Linked DNA regions of Arachis hypogaea: region 2 is linked to region 1. A link is a contact called in public Hi-C data. All regions are on one chromosome and are shown on one strand. Each heading gives the region's core, a stretch centred on a gene start, on an enhancer-like site or on the middle of the called end of the contact. The rest is flanking DNA. Distances are from core to core; before and after follow the strand shown. Region 1 has its middle 13 kb from the start of LOC112718620. Region 2 holds the start of LOC112715958.

What was found. A called contact is a pair of places that touch in the nucleus more often than the background predicts.
Region 2: a Hi-C map of an unstated tissue shows a contact between it and region 1, with 3 times the contacts expected there. The contact joins the promoter of LOC112715958 here to the enhancer-like site in region 1. A contact is called at or near these places in 4 of 8 Hi-C or Micro-C datasets (leaf and an unstated tissue).

Annotation. Positions count from the first base shown.
Region 1 is chr10:93,352,359-93,359,235 of arahy.Tifrunner.gnm2.J5K5, reverse strand. No RefSeq gene overlaps it. Among protein-coding and RNA genes, the nearest start is that of LOC112718620, 13 kb to the right of the region's middle. Within about 2 kb of position 4,440, at least 3 of the 3 cell types and tissues checked have open chromatin away from gene starts, as enhancers often do.
Region 2 is chr10:93,389,589-93,396,465 of arahy.Tifrunner.gnm2.J5K5, reverse strand. LOC112715958 reads right to left here and starts at 2,998. Exons shown (of 1, transcript XM_025767802.3): 1 at 1,325-2,998. The coding sequence starts at 2,657. The coding sequence ends at 1,620.

The DNA of each region.
Region 1 (6,877 bases), core at 3,191-5,690:
ACCATAATGTTGTCTTAGTCTCTTGCTTTATTTGTATCTTCATATGTTTTCTAAAAGCATCCTTATTAATAAGAGAAAGTATAGGGATTATATTTATTTATTGGCTGTACCCTGGTCAGTACGTCAATTCTTAATATATAATTAGCCAGCTGGTGGTTTGATTTAATTTGTTGAGGGCAACAGAATATTAGGTTGAACTACTATCATGTTCCCTCATTTGTTTCCTTCTTGCTTCACCAAAATTAATTAAATGAGGTTCGATAACCATCTTTGTTTCTGAAACTTCCTAGAAAGTAGAAACTAGAAACCACCACAACTTTCATTCCCTTCTCTTATATATATGATATTTTAATTTTATATGGTTCAAATTCATATTAGGTTAACTACACATGAGTATAAATACATCCTGACCAAGTAACGGGTCAGCAGGCCTAATAATAATCAAAGGTCAGTCTTGATGATATATATACATACATTGAATGATTGAAGAGAGAATGTAACTGATGCATTTGGTTTGCATGTTTATTTTTAATATTTTCTACTTTTAGAATTTTGTAAAAGAAAAAAAATTGAAAATAGAAACATCAAAATAAAAATGTATGTAAGGGTTTTATTTTGCAAGCCGGGAATAATAAAGATGAGAATTAATTAAAGAATGGAATTGAAGAAATTCCAATTGTTTTAATTAGAGACATCATCCAACTCTTTATTTAGGGTTAGAGCAATATATTTTAAATTTAGAATCTCATATATATACATAATTAGTTTCTAAACTACTTATTATGAAACTAATTCTAGCCGGCTAGTTAGGACTTGTAGATAGCTCGTTTTTATCATTTTTCTTGTAGTTAGTTGGGAATTGGTACAATAATATATAGATAGCACATCCCTCGTTATTCATGTAGTATCTACTATACTATATTTTTCTTTTTATATTAATTAAAAATTCAGATCAGAACACTTGTGACCATATAGCTGTGTGTCCGGTTAGAAGAACCCATAATTAAAATTCCGAAATTAATTAAGTAATGTGATAGTAACGACAAAAAAAGGACTCAGGGCTGAACCTGAAAACGTTAAGAATGGCTTTGACCTAAGCAAGTGTCATTGACTAACACGACAAACGCGAAGAATCCATCACAAGAGAATCCAACAACCTAGCTAGCTATCTATATATTCTCACCCATAGATTTAATTTCATGCTGCGCGTGCTTCTTAATTTCGTTCTAGGGGCTCGTTAATTTCTATTGTCCTTTCTCTTTATAATTTCTGCATATACCTTTCCCTTTTCATGATTCGTCCCTGTGAAAGCGAAACATGCATGTTTTGTATACTCATCATTTTATTTTATGGATACTTTATGATTAATATAATTTAGAAAACAATTCAGGTATAGCAGAAGTAAAGTTGATCTCTGTAGAACAACTCAAGAAACCAACTTCCTTTTTTTTCTAGACAATAGAATAAGATTTAGATATTGATAGAATTTATACAATTTTTTTTTCTATTATAATATTTTTGTGAATTGGCATTATAATATATCTTAGTATGGAAGATAAAAACAAATATTTGTATCTGTTTTTATAAATTCTTCGGATAAATGATTAATCAATAATTTTAGTCATTAATTTTAATCATAAAATTATATAGTTAAAATTTACCACTAAAAGTACTAAAATACTTAGTTTCTGACCTACTTAAAATGTCTTTTACTATTTATTATTAAAATAATTTTTTTAAAAATATTATTTGTACACTAAAATTAATTACTAAAATCAATCACCAATATATGTGTATATAAATATATGTGTGATTTAATTTATTTTTAATATGTATTTATATTTTAATATATATTTTATACTAGTAATTAATTTTGATAGCTAATTTTTAACATAATCTATTCTTTTTAGACGCAAATACATTGCCCATAAATTATGTGATAATAAATGCTAAGTACAAATAACACCTATAAGAAAATAGTTGCAAGCTTCCGCCATTTTTCTTGGCAGAATTTTTCCACATCCTTCAAACTATTCGCACCGATGACTTGATCAAACCCTTCTCTTGTATGAGACTACCATGATCGATGTACATTTATTTATATTTATACGCGCGCATAGAATGCAACTTTCAAAGCAATAATTTAAAATCAAATAATAATAAAGAAAACCGTAAGTATTATACCTTAAAACATTTCTTTCGACATATATTTTGTTGAGAATGTGATTTGTCGTTCAAATTTTTTTTTATAAAGCACGTAAATTTTGAAGTGGCTGGTGACTCTAAACTACAATTGGGCCACGAAAATTCATCGTGGAAAGCTCTTCAATAACGAGTCGAAAATTGATGGGCGTGTAATTTATTCTCAAGCATAGACGATAATGACATATAATAGCTTACTAATTAACTCTCGTTCTTCAAATTTGAAAAACATTTTCCATCTGCTATATTATGTGAGTGAGCACCACGTACACCTTTATATATTGGAGTAGAGATTAGTCTTTTCACGTACTCGTTATTATATAGGAAAAAATATAAGTACACAATGAAAATACTAAACAGTGTGAATAATAGATATATTAGATGTTTATTTTACTAAGTGTGTAAATAATTATTTTAATATTAAGATTTAAATGGATAATTTAAATATGTAATATATTTTAATTTGATTGATAATTATTCATATGATTCAAAAAAATTATTGGTTATTTAGCATAATTTATTATATACAGTAAACAGAGAGAGAGAGAGGACTAATAGTGGTCAAAGTAAACGCATGAGGAGTTGTTTAATTTAATGGTTTATACGAATTGGAAGTGCATGCTGATGAGTGAGTACCTTGTTTGACCTGATTAATTAGTTGACCACGCGTCTCAGTTCTCCAAACGGGCTCTATACGTCGTGATTAATTTGATTAATCAGTAATTAAAACACTAAATACTAGAAAATTAATTATAAATATATCTCAAATTTTGGGACACATGTTTACGTTCATGTGATAGTGGAGGATATATTGAGAAGCAAGCAAGGTCCTTTAATTGAACGCTGCAACTAATGAAATTAAGCTACTATTATCGTTAATTACTACAGTGAAACAAGTACTTAATAAAGTACTACCCAACATTTAAGCATCGTTGTTAGGGTGGGTTTAGGATTAATAGACCAATAATTACCATAACAAAGTAACAGCAATTTCAGGCCCCATCATAGTGAAGTTTAATGTAGGGCTGCACGCGGATCAGATCGAATCGGATATAGCTTATAATTCTATTCGATCTGCACTGCATTCATCGGATCGGATCGGATATGATATTCGTATTTTTTCAGGTCGGATTCAATCCGATTTTATCCGCATACATGTGAATCAGATCGGATCAAATATCGGATATATTCGTATAATTCAAAAAAAATATTTTAGGATTATGTTTGATTGTTTTTACAATAAAATGTTCAGAAAATTTATTTTTTCACCTGTTTAAGCCTATTTACTCTTAAAATATTATCAATAAAAGTTTTTTTGAATAACAAAAAAATAATAATACAAGATCTAAGTTTAATTATTCTAAGTTGAAATACAACATAAAAAATTAAAAACAAGATGTAATAAAACAACACACTAAAATTTATATCACATTATGATTTATTTTCTTAAACTATGCTATTTATAAGAGACGTGCAGATATGTGGATTTGCGAATCGGATCTGCGGATATCACTGTCAAATCCACAATCCGATCCTACTATAGTGCGGATCAGATTTGATCGGATCCAATAACTCTGTAGATCGGATAATATCCATAAAATTTCGATCAAATGTGAATAAGTACTATATATATTATCTGATTCATGTGCCACCTTAGTTTAATGCTAGGATTTAAGAACCTAGACATTATGAATTGGAATATTCTAAACATCTTTTTAACCGGTCATCGAGAAGACTACACGTGCCACTGAATATGTTTTTGGTCGTATGGTCAAGGTCACATGTGAGCATGAGTAACAACCTTTTGGGTTTATATCAAACGTTTATGGTGAACACTGAACAGTATTTATGAGTTGCGGCATCTTGTAGTGTTAAATCTAACGGGCTTGGCACATTGGGGTAAGAAAATTGTGGTCCCAAACCCATGTGGGTTGTCCAAAGTGCCATCATTTGGGTACCTCATGAATTAATTCTACAATTCTTAAGGTCAATGAAATTGTGGTTGGACGCCTGGTTCAGTGGCACACTTGTGGGTGTGTTGTGTACTAAGACCCAAAAGAATATGTCAATGAAATTATTAACATTTTATATTCTCTCAACATAAAATTAATCATTAACTCCCATGAAGCTTGGTGCATTCTTAAATAAATTTACAAGTTTAGAAGACCTTTTTTTTGGGTATGGGAAGATTAGAGACACAGCGTGGCAGTTATGTAACTATGTTAATGGGTTTTCTCCTAGGGGCTTCGGGTAGGTGTGTCAGTGTGTTTTTTCCCCTCTTTTGGTCGTGTAGATATTCTTAAAGGCCCATACTGCAAAAAAGAAAAAAAAAGAATGAACTTTAGAGTGCTCGACCAAGCCCTATATTTGGCCCAGAAAGAGGGATTCTCTGTACAGACTAGGCCAGCCGCCAGCCTTTGTTCTTAACCATCCTGTCATGTGGTTAATTGGCTTCGATAGTTCAATTTGATCTGCACTCTATTATAATTTTTTTTAAAATATTAAATCTGATTTGTCAATCTGGTCTAATAAATTTTTTTATAAAAATAAAAATATTATTTTAAAAAATTATATTTTAATAAAAATATTTATATATAATATATCATATTTAATAATTATAAATTTTTTAAATATTTAAATATTTATAATAAAATATAATAAATTTAAAATATCTTATAATTTTATTAATAATAAAAAAATTATTTATATATTTAATTATATTTTAATAGGACCAAAGAGGTCTGACAAGTTAATAAGACTAATTAGTAAATCTGGGTCTAATCTATTAATATATTAAGCTTTTTATAAGAATCCGACCTTGTGCCTATTTTATAATAGACCAGACCAGACTAAACACGTGTCAAGCTACAGGTCCCTAACAAGTCATTTGGTCTTTTTCCACCCTTATTAATACTTAGGAGTGAAAACAAGCCAGCCAGACCAGCCAAGCCATGTTTTTTTCTTAACAGGTCTGATCTGTCATGTAACTATAGGCTTTTTTAAAGTACTAAGCCTGACCTGAAGCTTGTTAAAAGGCTTGATAATATTTTTAATAAAAATAAAATATTATTTAAAAAAAATTATTTTTAAATAAAAATATTTATATATAATATGTCATATTTAAATTTATAAAAAATTTTAAACTTTTAAAATATTTAAAACATACAAAAGTATTTATAATAAAATATAATAAATTTAAAATATCTCATAATTTTGTTAATAATAAAAAAATTATTTATATATTTAATTATGTTTTAATAGGCTCAAGCAGGCCTGATAGGTCAATAAAACTAATTAGTGAGTCCGAACTTAACCTATTGATATATTCAGGCTTTTACAAGAACTTGAGCACGTGCCTATTTTATAACAGGTCAGGCTAAACACAGACCAGGCTACAGGTACAAGTGTTCATGGATCGGATCCGATCCGCATATCCGCGGTGTTTATCCGAATCCAATCCGAAAATTGCGGATATGGATCTGATCTGCAGGGCTTTCGGATCGGATCGGATCCACACACTAATCGGATCGGATTGCGGATTTTGTGTTGGTATCCGCATATCTACGTATCCGCAAAAATAAAGAAATAAATAAGTAAATATTCTTTTTATGTTTTATTTCAACTAATAATTATCATATATGTTGTATTACTTTAAATTTATTATTTATGAAAAGTATGTTTAATATTATTTTAAAAATCAATTTATTTAAAAGAATAGAAAAAATAAATTTTATTGATATTTTTTAATAAAAATAAACTTTTAAAAATATTTTTGTACTTTGCGGATATATCCGATATCCAATCCGATCCGATTCACAAATGTGCAGATCGAATCCAATCTTAAAAACTACGAATATTAGATCCGATCCGCGTTCACCCTAACTACATGTCCCTAGCAAGTCACTGGCCTTTTCTCATCCCTAATTGTATCGTTGTAGTCCTCACTTCCCTCTTTGCTATTGTAAGGGTTAAATTCATCAATTTGGTAGAGGCTTTTAATCAATTTTTTGTCCTTAAACGAAGCTCTTACAAAAACCAAGAAAAAAAAAACAGAGTTCTAATATGCAACAAATTAATTATTAGCCTTGTCAAAATAAAAAATACTAAAAAAAAAAACATAGAAAGGTGATAAATTTAAAGATGGAAATCGAAACTTTATGGTCATCATGAAAACCTAGTAGAACGAGGATTTTCTATAAAATTTATAAGTTCAGGCCTCTGAAATAATTTTGTTTCCCTGCTGTTAGAGTACAATTGTATAATTAAGTGTTTTGTTGGGAGCTAGTTAAATAACTAAAATACTAAGGCCCAAGTAAATTTTCAAGTTTGATGGGTTGGTTTGTATTTTCTTATTTCTATTCGGATAACAGTGCAATTTCTAAAAATTATGGACTACAATGACATATATCAAACTTGAGAGACTTGTCTATATAACTGAATCATACATCTCAACATTAATTTGAGTAACATCATTCAAACAATTTATTTTTTAAAATTTCATTTGATAAAAAAGTATTCAAACACAAATTATATTTACATCAATCAAATTTTAATCAAAATTAATTATGCAAAAACATATTAACTCTAATATCTATTTACAAAAATTAATTTAAATACAAACTAATACAACATTTCATGTTAAATTCTATAAAAAAAATAATGTCATGGAACTAAT
Region 2 (6,877 bases), core at 1,749-4,248, 39 kb before region 1:
AATGTGTATGTCTTTATTTTTAATTAATTTTTCTATTATAAAAGTATAATTTTCACTTTTAATTACGGGATAGCATTATCTATTAGAAATATGTACAAGGAGATTGACTATGGCATCAATATCAATATCAACGACCACATCAAAACCACACCGTTTTCCGCAATTGCCATCACCACAGTAATAACGTAAAAAATTTACCAACTCATACTTGATTCTAATCTTCTATGAACGAGCAACACATACAAAAAATAATTTATTTAAAAAGTTTTACATTTTTCTTTTCCTTAAAAGTTTTAAATAATTGTAAATATTCTTATGACATACACTAATGTGCTTTAATAATGCAATTAGGAAGAAATATTTGTGATGATGATAAGAATTAAGAACAAACGAAGTCCACATAGATTGGCAGTCATGGTAGTTTTATCGTATGACCAAGCACTAAACTCGGTTAATTAATAATGTTATGAATACATAGAGAAAAAGTTTTCTTGACCCAGTAAAAGCTAAGCAGCTTAACAAACAGAGAGGCATCTATTTTCGCTTTGGTGCTCGCAAGTCACAACACTAAGCAGAGGAATCTTCATCCAGAACACAAACTCCATGTCGTGTGGTCCACTCCCACAGCTAGCCAAGTACGCAACCACCATCAACAAATGCTTCTATTGCCATTTCTTATGCAGTTCCTGTCAGCCACCTCTTCCCCTTTTATTTCATACCTTCCCAAACGGAAATAACTATTCTTAGCTAAACTTGCTGCACCCTTTTTTTTATGGCTTTAAAATCATCTTTGAAGGTAATTTATTAAGGCGTTTGTTATATGGCTGCCTAAAAGTTCGATGTCAAATAGTTGATATCTAATTGAAAAGTATAGAATTTAATAAATCTTAAAATATTTAACATTTGCTATAAAATTTAATATTTTTTATATGGTCCCCATATTTGTTTTATAGCTAGTTGATGGACTGGGTCGGTCAAGCAAGTTGACGGCTACAGCCTACAAAGTTAGTTAGCTGCCATTTCCGAACAAAAAAAAGAAAACACAAGTGGTATGCGGTCCTACCTTCACATGTCTTGGATCCGATCCAAATCCAATTCTTAGATTAGAATACACACCAGCACCACTCTTTAGACGTCAACCCTAAGGAACACCAACAATCTTAATTCTTTTCTTCTTCAGAGCGCGCAACAATAATGCAGCTTCCATTGAACTCCTTCCATCGTAGTATGTAATATGCTTTAATCAACTTCATTCTCTTAGCCCCAAACATATATATATATATATATATAAATAAAAATAAAAACAAAAAGAGAGAGAATCAGATAGAACAACCTCAAACTGGTGACACTGAATCTTGTAAAAGAGAAATGAATGTGTTAGTGACAGAATCTAGGAATAGATTCTGACGATAGCAAACTGTATACCCTAAACTAGTAGATTTCTTGGAATCTCTTTATGTCCACGAAACAAATGGGTTAGTGCCGCATCATTGACGTTTGACAACAACAAGGGAAGGAGGAAAAAAGAAAAAAAAAATGTAATCTAAAATGCCTAAAATTCTAAGCAGTTAGCATAGAAATTAACGTAGTAATAGTAGAATCCAATGTAAGAAGAGGAATCAGCGCTTCCATGCATAAACAATGAGTGAGAAGCCAACGGGATCTACCAACTCGTTCTCCTCCACACTGGACCATTCCAACACGGAGGAGCTTCCGCCGAATGACCCGGCGGAGGAACCCACCGAGACGGAAGAAGACGACATCTTGGCCCAGTCGCAGGAGCCACTCAAACCCAAGTTCCAGTTCTGCTGCGCCCATGGATTCACGACGTTCCTGTCCACGCCATGTTCATCCGCCTCGAACTTGAACATGAAAATGGCGTGCCCATCGCCGTTACTATCCTTGTCGAAGAGCCAGTTGTACACGTCCCACGAGATCTGAACCGGAACGCCGTCGATTTCAACTCTCTCATTGCCCCTGAACTTCCACTTGAGGCGCTTTATCTGCAGCACCCTGTCGCCGTCGACGGAGAAAGAGAGCTTGGAGGAGGCAGAGTCGTTATCCCTGGAGGAGCCGCAGTCGATTTGAATACGGCGGGTCTTGCCGCCGAAAATGGCGGTGGTGGAGTAAACGGTGTCGGCAAAGACGTGTTCCTTCTTGAGGAGGAGGGAGTGGGGGTTGTTAGCGTGGAGAGCCTTGGACTTGGAGTAGGCGTCTTTGGGGGAATCGCCGAGGAGGAGAACGATGCGGTTGTGGACGACGAGCGCGAGGTAGAAGGAGGAGTGGGGTTCCGGGGAGAAGGAGGAAGAGAACTTGGCCTTGGAGAGGTTCCAGAAGAGTCGCGTGGTGGAAGAGAGGGTTTTGGATCCGTGCTTCTTCCAGAATATGAAGGGCTTTATGTGAAGTTGAAAGGAGGAAGAAGAAGGAGAAGAAGAAGAAGAAGAAGAAGGGGAATCGAAGGGGTTGTGGTTGTGGACCTGGACGTGGAGGGAGCGGCCTAAGATAGAGCGTGACCATGTTAGAGTCACGAGGCCCGTGTCGGTGTGGTACAGGTATGTGGTCAGGTTGGGGTTGGAGGAGCCTGGTGGCGCCGGTAATGGAGGACAATTACGGCGGGTGTGGGATGGCCGAAAGCAGGAAGGGAATGGCGATGACATTATTCTTTATTATTTATTGTGTTTATGATTTTCAAGAATGGGGATTTGGGAGGGGCTTTTATTTCCGGATCCGGATGAACAAGACCAACACACAGAGGGGACCAAGAGAGAAAACTGTCTCCTTCAACACCGGTTAAATTACCGCAACAAAGTTAACCAAATTACCGCAACAAACAAAGTTACTACTCATAATTACCTTATTGCCACTGTGCAACAATGGACTATCAATGTAACCGATCAAAACTTTCTCTTCCTTAAGTTAGACAAAATTGTTTGATAAATTCAGGAATTAATTCCCTCTTAAATTAAATTAAAATAATGAAATATAGTTACGGATTTAATAATCATTACTTTTTTTCTAATTTATCAAAAATTTTATTTTGTATCATATTTTTCTAAATTAACATACCGGGTCAAAAAAAAGTATAAGATATACACATATTTCTTTTTTATTTTAACATTTTAAGCTAAATTTAATTTTGATATACTATTATTGTAGATTTTTTTTATACATACACTTAATTAGGTAATGTTACATAAAAAAAAGGTAAAAATTCAGGTAAAGTCGACTTTACGTGAAGTTGATATCTAAAAGCCGTTAAATGAAAATTTTTCAAGTGAAGTCGACTTCACGTCACGTGAAGTTGATATCTAAAAGCCGTTAAATGAAAATTTTTTCAAGTGAAGTCGACTTCACATGAAGTTGATATCTGAAAGTCGTTAAATGAAAATTTAGTAAAATCAGTCAAATCATCGAACAACTCTCAATATCAACTTCACGTGAAGTTGACTGCACCTGAGTTTTCACCTAAAAAAATAATTATCTTTTATATTAACAACAAAAAAAGTTACTCAAAAAAATAAATATGATTGGATACCTATAAAAAATATTCTATATTAACATAATCAAAATTAAACTCCTCTAAGTTTAAAAAAGTTTTGCATGATAAAAGTAGAAGACTAATTCTATGATGCTTATTATTTAGTATCTAATTTTTGTCTAATTTATTTTTTATAATAAATTTTAAATATTAAAAAATATTTATTTATATATTTTTTAAATTAATTATTAATTTTTTATTTTTTGTCAAGTTAAAAATTATTTTTTAGACACCGAGCAATTATCACTAATTTTTGGTCTAATTTTATTAAGTACCTACTAACCCTCACTCTTCTATATCAATAACGCATTATTAGTTGTTTAATTCTAATTTTTTAACAGAATTAAATTTTAAATATCCACTAAAATATGTGAGCATCTCTAAAATCAATTAGAAAATAGAGGCTATATGGATTTCTATCTTGTACAATTATATATAAGAGATCACGAGAGCAATGCTTTTGCTAGATATTAATGTCTTCATTAAGAATGTTAAATTTTGTAAAGAGATCACGAGAGCAATGCTATATTTGCTAGATATCAATATCTATCTTAATAAGAATGTTATTATTAGAGACTAAGTTAGGGATTTAGGGTTTAAAAAGCAAATTGGTCAATCATTAGACGTAAAGAGACTTAGGTGTGTTAGGTATTATGATTCCGTTAGCGTGTTTGTGTCTGCAAAATGACAACTAGGGGAGAATTATTGAATTGAAGGTAAGCGTTCTAATTTGGAGGGACTTGGCTACTTGGAATTCCTTTTTGCATGAGATCACAATCTCTCAAATGGCAAAAGAGAGATGTAATTCTATTTTGGGTGAGAACTTGCAATTTGACAAATCCCAACATCATCGTCATAAAATAACATACTTATAAAAAAATATGTAGATAATAAATTAGTTATTTAATATTTATATTATTTGTATCTTTTTAGAATTTAATTTTAGGGTAAATCACCCTTTTAAAATGATTGAGAGTCAATATTATCGATTGTCCAATTTTAATTTTCATTTTAAAATTCTCTTTATATAAATCGATCTAACTTAAAACGATTTACTAGAGAAGTCTAGTAAATCAGTTTAAGTTAAATTGATTTAGTATATCCCCTTAAATCATTCTATCATAAATTGATTTAGTAGAAAAGCAACTTTGTATAGTAAATTAATTTATCTTAAACCAATTTACTAGGATAATCGAAAAATATAGTAATCCAGGCTTCCAACGATTATATAAATCAATATATGTTAAACCATTTTCTAGGACTCCCAACGGCTATATAAATCAATCTATGTTAATATAATTTTCTATGAGAAGACGTTATAAAATTCGTTTTTACTCACTCCGATTTATCATTCTCCATACTACACTTCTTTTCTTGAGAGAATCCGACGAGGATCATGAATATCCGACGAGTGAAGTATCAGTGATGAAAGATAGGGACAAAATGGATTGTTTCTATCAATTGGATAGTCTTACTCATATTGTTGGACATATACATAAATACGTTAGTGTTTAAAATTCGTAGTTTTATCATATTAGATTAAAAGTTAATTGCTAGCATATTAATTTTAGGATGATTGTGATAATGTTAATGATATAAATAAAGTTGGATAGAGTAGGATTTGTGGTCTATATTGTAGAAAGCTATCAGTTAGGATAGATAACATATACAAGGGTGAATTTGTGTTAGTTTAGAGTTGGTATAGATGATGTATACTTTGAATTAGGACTTATAGTTAAGTTAGTATTTATCGAATTAGATTTGTTTTTAAATTTAGCGGTTGAATGCAATAATTTATTATGGTTTGAATGCTTGTTGTAGTTAGTTATGTATGAGATATTGATCGCATAATAATTGTGTGTTATAGATGACTCGTTGTATTAAGACCATTAGAAAGTAGTAGAGTATGACTCTTCATGACCGCCTCATTCTCTACTTGGAGGCTGTAGAATTGTACTACCTAGTTAGGCTCAACGATCATTAGTTCAAGCTTGATAAGCCCCCTGATTAGTATATTTATTGAGTTGTAGTGTCTTGAGATGCATATGTTCCATATGCTGTTCAGTGAATGCACTATTACATTACAGGATGTGGCCTACCAACTTGGGCTTCTGATTGAAGATAATTATGTTAGTGGGTGTTTTACAGATTTGAACAGCATATTCCTGGTGGGAGACTAGCTTGGGTTCGGTTCTAAAAGTTTTTTGGAGAACTTCCTCTTGTAGCGTACATCGACAAGTTCACTATTGCATACATGTGGTTTTAGGAGGGGTTTGCAATGCTCCCTCCCGATGCGAGTGAGGATACTGTTAGGGTGTATGCTCGAACATACATTACTCAATACATTTATTACCAAGTATGTATGAGGTCTGTTATATCTCCTAATCTCCTAAGTACCTTCCTTTGCCGATGGATAATCTGAATCAACCAATTGTAATCTTTTCCAAACTCTTTGTACTTTCCATGGTACTTTGTAAGGTTCCACATCGGTTGGAGAGGGGAACGAAGCATACCTTATAAGGGTGTGGATACCTCTCCTTAGTATGACACGTTTTGACGAGTGAGTTGGGGGGTTTCGGCTATCATCCCTATCATCAAAGGCAAAACCGTGAGGCCTTGTGTGCCAAAACGAACAATATCGTGCTAGCGGGTGGTCTGAGCTGTTACATATGGTATCAGAGCTGGAGTCCGGATCGATGTGCCAGCAAGGGCACTGGGCTCCCTTAGTAGGATAGATTGTAAGGTCCCACATCGGTTGGAGAGGGAAACGAAGCATACCTTATAAGGGTGTGGATATCTCTCCCTAGCATGACGCGTTTTGACGAGTGAGTCACATCGGTTGGAGAGGGGAACGAAGCATACCTTATAAGGGTGTGGATAAGTTACTGGATTACTGGATTAATGGTTCAACTGGTGGATCATTAGTCGAACCGTTTGACCTGTTAATAATTAAATAAAAGTATGAATTTAACTTTGATACATTATATCCAATTATGTAATACCATGTCAGCAAAAGTAGTTATCTTTTATATTGACCGCATAAATGGTTATTCAAAAGAACGGATGTGATTGGACAACTATGTAAAATATTATATATTGTTAATATATCAAAATTAAATTATAAAAATAAATAAATACACTATTATTATTGAAGAATAAAAATAATATATATTGTTTAAATTTTATTGCTTTAATTTAAATATAATTGCTTTAATATGATATATATAATTATTAGTCTTTACTCTTTAGTAGGATAAAACAAAAAAAATAAGGTTTTCATAATATATACAATTATTAGCATTAAACATATTGAATGACAAGCTCGCCTAGTGGAAAACT